Linked DNA regions of Larimichthys crocea: region 1 is linked to region 2. Evidence: chromatin contacts called from public Hi-C data. All regions are on one chromosome and are shown on one strand. Each heading gives the region's core, a stretch centred on a gene start, on an enhancer-like site or on the middle of the called end of the contact. The rest is flanking DNA. Distances are from core to core; before and after follow the strand shown.

What was found. Hi-C and Micro-C count contacts between places; a contact is called where the count stands out from the background.
Region 1: a contact with region 2 is called in a Hi-C map of muscle, with 2.1 times the contacts expected there. The contact joins the promoter of angel2 here to the promoter of galnt14 in region 2. A contact is called at or near these places in 3 of 7 Hi-C or Micro-C datasets (all in muscle).

Annotation. Positions count from the first base shown.
Region 1 is chrXI:21,574,056-21,578,363 of L_crocea_2.0, forward strand. It overlaps angel2 (angel homolog 2 (Drosophila)), which reads left to right and starts at 2,013. Exons shown (of 9, transcript XM_019259127.2): 1 at 2,013-2,179. galnt14 (UDP-N-acetyl-alpha-D-galactosamine:polypeptide N-acetylgalactosaminyltransferase 14 (GalNAc-T14)) reads left to right here. Exons shown (of 16, transcript XM_027284512.1): 16 at 1-1,272.
Region 2 is chrXI:21,436,969-21,440,913 of L_crocea_2.0, forward strand. It overlaps galnt14 (UDP-N-acetyl-alpha-D-galactosamine:polypeptide N-acetylgalactosaminyltransferase 14 (GalNAc-T14)), which reads left to right and starts at 1,253. Exons shown (of 16, transcript XM_027284512.1): 1 at 1,253-1,441; 2 at 3,626-3,698.

The DNA of each region.
Region 1 (4,308 bases), core at 763-3,262, 140 kb after region 2:
CCCCCAAAGAATAAGAAATAAAAACCTGCCCCGTCACCCGTTCACAGCCTCAGAGACCCGGGCAGAGAGCTGCTGTGACACAGTGAAGATGCATGAGCACGTCGTGTGGAGCTGCGCTGAGAGCAGCCCGACGCTTCTAAAGACTTTCAGACGTGAGAAGAAACATTGCTAAAGGAAGAGACGCATCGGAAACGTCCGATTAAACGTTTGAGGCTGTTTGGAGTCGAACCAAGTGCACCTTAAAACCCGGCCTGTCCAAGATTTGAGCTGGACACAAACTTTTGCTTGAGGAAAAAAAAAAATATCAAAGAATGTGTCTTGTAATCTTTTGCAATGAAAGTGTCTGTTTTCAAGAATGTGGGAATTAAAACCAAGCACAACCCGAGCTTCTACTTTACTTGGTGAAACATTGCTGTCTTTACTGTAGTAGAAACATCCAGGATGGTCGAGATCCAGCCAGGAACTCTCCAGATCAAAGCTTCTTAGAAACAGACACGTTGTTTTTTTTGCATGAACAGAATCTGTTTTGTCTCTAAAGTTCAAGACTCGTTACCTATGACTTGATAAAAAGCACATAATCCTGATTTACACTGAGTTTGAACCCAGCTGACCAACCTCTGACCTGTCACGGTAAAAAACACAAATCTGAACATTTCATTCTGCAGTCAAACCTCCCGATCACTCTGCACCAAACAAAGATCCAGTCTTTGCTCTGATTCCTTCTGTAAAGCTCTTAAAATGATCTGAAGTTTGCAAAGGGCATCAGACATTTAGTTTGCTGTACGTTGATTATACAAGCTTTTATTTTCCCGTAAAACTTTTGACTATACTTCATACTTGACTAGCAACTGATCGCAGAAGAAGAAGGGTGTATATATTAATAGTTTGTGAGGAGCCCGGAGTTTTGTAGATTTGTAGAAACACAGACAGAAAAGGGCTACAGCTGCACACAGAGACGCTCAGCATGTTTGCAGCACGTCTCCAGTCCAATAAGTCCAACAATCCAGTCGGATGTTTTGGGGGTGGATCAGCTGCTTCACACTGCACGCCCTGTGAAGAGCTGCCGTGCATGTGAGAGTTCTGGTTGTTCTTCTTCGTCCACGTTCACTTCAAACTCAGTCAGTCCATCAGCCTCGTGACGCTTGCTGGCATCTTTCATGTTTCTATTGCAGGTTTGGAGGATTCACACATTCTGTTGTTTCTGAGCACCTTGACAGGACACACACACACAGGACACACACACAGGACACACACACACAGGACACACACACACAGGACACACACAGGACACACACACACAGGACACACACAGGACACACACACACAGGACACACTGCAGCTGCTGTGTGACCCTCTGGTCATGTGACGGTCTACTTTGGTTTTTCAAATTCCAACAGAGTCAAAACAAACTCAGAATAACTGCACAGCTAAAAAAGTTCAAAGTCTCTAAACTTCCCAACATCATCAGTGAGTTTTTCAGAAGATGGAGTCTGTGTTTCTTCTTCCACGGCATCATTTTCTATCCTGTCCGACTCCTGAAACAAAAGTTTTATAACACACACACACACACGTTTTTCTGAAATCAATAAACTAAAAGTCAAGATATAAATATGGATTTGTCTCCTTTGTGTTGTGATATTGTAGAATAACTCACACGGCTGTGAAGTCAGACACACACAGTCTAGTGCACGTGATGAAAAATAGATTTTTTTCTATTTAGCACGAGTCACAAACCTACAAGTCTGTCTATGACCTGAAGGTTTGTTTCTGATTTATACATTTGATTCATAAAAACATGTTGTTGTTTTTTAATGGCTGCTGAAATTTTTGATAAAAATAAATTCTCTGTAAAAACATTTAACCTTTAATATGTCAACACAAAAAAACAAGACGTTTGAGGAGGTGTATGCAAATGAGCACATTTTATTAAGATAATAAAGATTAAAACAAACAATTAAGAAAAGAGAGAGAGGTGTGTGTGTGTGTGTGTGTGTGTGTGTGTGTGTGTGTCATTGTTTATGCTGAGAGGCGCTGCACACACACACACACGCTGCTCCTCTTTAACCACACAGGGAATAATCGATCCGCTTTAAACGTATCGATTATTATTATTAGAAGAATCTGACATCACCGGTCTGTACCGACACCGGCTGTCAGTCTTTACCGAGAGGCTGTTCACGTGAGTACAATGACCTTTTTATTCTTTCCACAGCTCCGATAAAACGTGTCGATACTCGTGTTTAATCCAACCTGTTATGTTGTTCAATTAAACCGATTAATTATTAATTAATGACGCTGCGTGTTTATCTGTAAGAACGTGACAAATCTCTCGATTAAAAAATATATTTTTTTATATCTAGTCAGCAGCCACGTTTCCAGTCGGACCTCTTTCCCCGCCGCACTAGCGTCACTGTAGTTCGCTCACTGCATCGTCTCTTGAGGTAACAGGCCCGTAAAGACTACAACTCCCAGCGGGAGGAGCGGGAGAAGCGAGGCGACGTGTTGCGTTTAAGCGCTCACGTAAATGTTGGAATTATTACGATTATCTCGATTATAATCGATAAATCAATAAAAATCGACATTTCTTTTTGATTTCACAATAAAATAACAAAACGTGGGACCGGATGTGTTTTTGTTTTTGTTGTTTTTGTTGTTTTTAGCAGTAGCAGGCTGTCCAGCGCGGGAATAAACAAACATTAGCGCCGTTTATCATGAACTTCGCTGTGTATCTAACATGTTCCTCCTCTTCTTCACTCTGTCCAAGTCTCACACGCTGTTATTTAAAATAATACTGTAACTAATACTATAAACATTAAACTGCAGGTGTGTGGTTTACAGTTTGAAGCACCTTTCTTTGGTGTAGAGTTGGGAAATACGAGCTTTGGTTGAGTACGTGAAGGCAGCACGGTTGCCTGCAGTTTGTTGTTGCTCAAACCGCCTCAAACATTTCGACAAAACCTGAAAAAACCTGTTAAAATCTGATTTAATGATGTTTGTTCGTGTTCGAGCTCACACGTGAACGATGAGTCCTTCATCCCCGGACAGAAGTAAGTCACTGTGAGTCAGCTGATCGAAGTTTAAACGATAATAAGAAGAGATCAGCTGATTTACAGGAGCTAACAGAGCTAACGTGTGTCTGTCTCTTCTGTTTATTACTGTTATTTCTGTTTCTCACGTTATTTATTATGATATTTATTTATTTATTATGATATTTATCATGTTGTCATCTTGTTCTTGGCTTCGTGTGTGTAAAGTTTTGGTCTTAAATGTTTTAAATGTTTAATGTTTAGCAGCTAATGTAGCTTCTTTATTTGTTTTGTTTTGTATTTTTTAATCTAAATGAAGCTTCCACAAACGTTAAACTGTGTTTTTAGTGTTTTTAAGAGTCTCTTGATGTTTTTTAGTCTGGATCTGTTTCAGTGAGACTGAAAGCAGCAGTGACAGATTGTCACTTTGTCTCTCTGTCACTTTGTCTCTTTGTCACTTTGTCTCTCTGTCACTTTGTCTCTCTGTCACTTTGTCTTTTTGTCACTTTGTCTCTTTGTCTTTTTCTCTCTTTGTCACTTTGTCTCTCTGTCACTTTGTCTCTTTGTCTTTTTGTCACTTTGTCTTTTTGTCACTTTGTCTCTTTTTTCACTTTGTCTCTCTGTCACTTTGTCTCTCTGTCACTTTGTCTTTTTGTCAGTTTGTCACTTTGTCTCTCTGTCACTTTGTCTCTCTGTCACTTTGTCTTTTTGTCACTTTGTCTCTCTGTCACTTTGTCTTTTTGTCACTTTGTCTTTTTGTCACTTTGTCTCTTTGTCTCTGGGAAGTGAAGTTTCATTCATTCATTTCTTTAATGGGATCATGTTCAGTATGAAACATAAACGATTACATTTGATGTTCTGCAGCAGAGTTAGCAGACACAATAAAAACATATTACAGCGTTTATGGATTCACCTAAAGTGTCTAACACTCTGTGAACATAAGACGTGCTCGATCTTCTTCATCTGCTGCTTCCTCTGTTTGTGTTTTTGCTCTCTGTACCTGGAAGATGCTGATTTATTTTCAGTTGATCCGCGACTAGAATCAGAATCATCAGACTTTATTAATCCCAGCAGGGAAATAGTTTTTGTTACAGCAGCTCCCAAACGGTCAGTGAGATAGAGAGTGACAAACAAAAACATAACAAGAAAAAACTTTAACGCTGTACACCTGTAAGATATACAGTTTAACACTATATACACATGTATCAATCACAGGTAAATAAAGCCAGTAACAGTAAAATAAAAGCCTTGACTTGCAGTGATATAAAAGATGAATTGTTTC
Region 2 (3,945 bases), core at 3-2,502:
CACAGCGAAGGATAAAGGGAGCCTGGCTGGTTCTTATTTTGATATTTTGAAAAACGTGTTCCTGTTTTTATTTTTTATTTTTTTTTGAGTGCTAATGAGAAATGGAAGAAATGGAATATCTTTCTGTACCTTTTTAGAGAAAATTTATTTAACCTTATATCAGTTTGAGTTACTTACACCCTAGCATAGAGTGGCATATTTAGTTAAATGTATAAAAAAAAAGAAAAAAAAAAAAAAAAAAGAAAGAACATAATTCTGTCCTATTTTCTCCTTTTAATTTTATCGTGTTCCATTTTCTGCTGAGGAAAATAAACTGGATTAGAGGATGTGGTGTGTGTGTGTGTATGTGTTAATCTGTGTTTTTTTTTTTTTCCCCCACGTGTTTTAACATTTGTTTGAAAAGGGGTGAAAATAAACCATGAACAGAAATACCATAATATCCATCAGTTTGTTATTATGAGCAAAAATGTCACGCAGAGTTGAATCTTATTTAGGTCAGGAGCATAGATTACCATAGTTTTTTTTTTTCTGCATTACATTTTGATATTAAAACCATATACTGTATATGTTCATATACAGCCAGCCTATTCATTGCAGCTTCTAAAAATGCGTACATAAAACTGCTTGATACATAACACAATACAAAATAATTAATTATAGTCATCCAGAGATACATTATTGTAGTATCTATGAGCACCACGTAATGTGGTGCTAAATTCAAGAGCAAGTAAATGTATGAATGATAGCACCATGGATTGGTCAGCTGTGGTTTCCTGTGTTTAACAGTGTGATGTATGAAAATATTAATATAGATATATGATATGAAATTCAACACAGAAGTATTCAGATCTTTTACTTGAGTAAAAATAGCAGTACTGCTCCGTTGAAACACTCCATTACAAGTACTTTTATTGAAGTACATAAGTATCCAAAATAAAAGTACTCATTATGCCCCTGTCAGTGCTATCAGATTATACTTGCTAATAATAATTATAAGTAAACAATGTTCTGTAATCTGAAAGCTGTTAGATAATTGTGGTGGAGTAAAAAAAAGTACAGTATTTCTATTTGAAATATTTTGCTTGTATTTACATAGCAGAAAATGGAAATCCTAAAGTACTACAATATCTCAATACTTAAAATTACTGTATTTGAGTACTTTGTGCTCTGTTGTCTGGAGGTGCTAACAATGCTGGGAGGTTCTTCCATCCATACTTGACTGTGGAAAGGAGCTACCTCAACCTGAAGACCAGGTAACACAGTCAGAAGACAGTGAGTTAGTCAGCTGCTGTTGCCATGGTTTCCACTCATTGGAAACCATAGCAACAGTGGGCGGGGCCAAACGTCTAAATTCGAATAAAGCCGTTAGGGAGAGTTCGACAAAAGTTCGTCCGCGGTATTTTTAACGTGTCTGTTCGACGTTTTGACCAACAACGAACGAGTAAGTGTGTCCGGGGAAGCTGAGAAAATGTTTTCTTTTTTGTTCTTTGTGTTCTTAAATTACCACTTTTATTAATAAGCAACGTTTTTTTAAACTTTAAAAAGGCGCTAAAGTGGTGTAAGAGACGTTAGAGTTTAGCTTAACGTGCTAGCTGGTTATATTATTAAACCCCTTTAAAACTATATTTTTTTAGTTAACACAGTGTCCTCTAAACATCTTAAAGGTGAAATGTTACAAATACAACACCAGTTATGTCATAAATTCAATTTATTTTATTATCAGCCTGCCCTGGACTAGACAGTTAGTTAGTAGTTTCCCCCCCCAATTTAAGTTGCCATAGCAACCGAGCCTGACTGAATTCAGAATCAGAATCAGAATCAGAAATACTTTAATAATCCCAGGGGGAAATTATTTTTTGTTACTATACTCCAGTGTACAAACACAAAAACAACATATGTAAACACTTAGCTATCTATTAAGAACAAAAAAAAATATATATAAAAAAACTATATATATTAAAAGGCACCAAATTAAGTGAAAATGAGTCGAGACTAACTGAAATAAGCCCGGTTTATTTAATTAAATTTTTTTGTTAATTATTATTTTAAGGTGTTGGAGAGAAAAAATTGAAAAACCTTTTTTCACAGTTAACACAGGTGTTACCAGTGATACTAATTAACCCTAGAACACTAACGTTGCATGGGTCCTTAGGTAGCTTCAGGCTGCTCACTGATGTCATTAATGGTTTGTTTACCTCCTCCCATCTATGTTTTTTTTTTCCAAGAGGCATGCGTTCAGGTGATTTTGACCTGACGTTAGTGATAAAGAGTCTGTCAGTGATGCAGAAAGACTGTGCCTTCACCAGACAAGCTCACATGTCCCAGGAATGGGTGGACCAAAGTACCAAAGACAGAAGAACAAGTTCCCAGCTCCATTACTTTTTTTGTTAGGAAATTTCTCGTTTTTTATTTTTTATTTTATGTGATATTGTATATTTGGAAATTAAAGAAGAGTACTACAGTTTGCCATACAGTGTTGTACTTTTACATAAATTGATGAAAACTGTATTATATCGGGTAAAATACACCCGACGTTAGTGATGGTGTTACTAATTTTAACGCGTTCTAGGATTAAGGTTCAGTTCCATTCAGGTCAAACAGAGTCAGTCTCTGCAATAAATGGACCTTAATTAATATCACTGGTAACACCTGTGTTGACCCTAATATTTCATGTCAAAGTGGCTGATGTGAAAAAGATGTATTCAGGCAAGCTCAGCTTCAACCGACAGCTCCGGCTCCAGCCAGCAACGTCTGGGACTTGCCTATACACCAGTGAGCAGCGAGGAGCAACCTGAAATGGAACAAACACATTAGATTTATAAGGCTGTTCTGTAAAGTTATGGGTGATATAGTTATGTATTATGAAATATGCAGTATTCACATGAGAAGAATCGTCATGACATCATCATAAAATATGAACTTTTTTCCAGTTGTAATGCTGATTGTCGAGGTGAAGCTACAAGTTTAAGTTCTTTTATTTTACTACCCTTGTAGTGCTGTTCAGATTGTTATCAAGTTATAATAAAGCTCGTTTTCTCCTCATCTAGAGAAATCATTATATTTAATTGCCTGAACAACAACCTACTTGTACTTTCAACGTTCATTTCTTTATAGTGTAATAAGTGTTGTATCCTGTGTTGTCCAGATGAACGAGCAATGAGTGAGCTTCCCAATCACACATGGCAGAGACCCAGCCACAGCAGAAGTCCTGGTATGTTCACAGAGATCCTTCAACCTTGGACGAAAAGTTCCAGCACTCCTCCCCAGTGATTAGAAACAAGCTGCTAGCAAAGCGGCAATGACCGGTTGAGGACACAAATTGTTGAATGTGACGTTGTTGTTTGAGAAACCAGGGTGTTCCCTCATGTGGCATTAGGCATGTCAATATAATAACAATATAATCAACATTCATTTGTTTGAACTACCTGTATGAGTTTACAAAGTCAAGTCAGGCGTTTCTATGATTGTAAACTTGTGCAAATACTTCAAATGAATCAATAGTGAATAGATATGAGAACAAGTAGGTTATTGTTCTAGCAATGAAATATTAGCATTGAGAACATCATCAACATTTCTGTCAGTTATGTGGCTGAAATCTGTTTTTCTGCTGACCCTGTCCACACAGAGGTTTGCTCTACTTCCATGCCAGGACATCTGTCCGGTCCTCCAAACTGGGACCACGCCGACCACCATCTACAGTAGGTAACTCTCTCTTTGAGGCAGTGACTTGGGAGTGATTACACAGTATTCCAAGATGTTTGTGACTGTGATATAACCACCATATGTTTTTTTTTTGGAATATTCCACACTCAGGCCATTTACTGAACATCAATTCATTTCTTAAAAAGGTGACAACAATAACTTATTTCTCCTTGGGGACAAACTGTTTAACACAAAAACAAAAGGAAGGGTCACCAGATGGCAGCTCACAGCTCACATGCAACA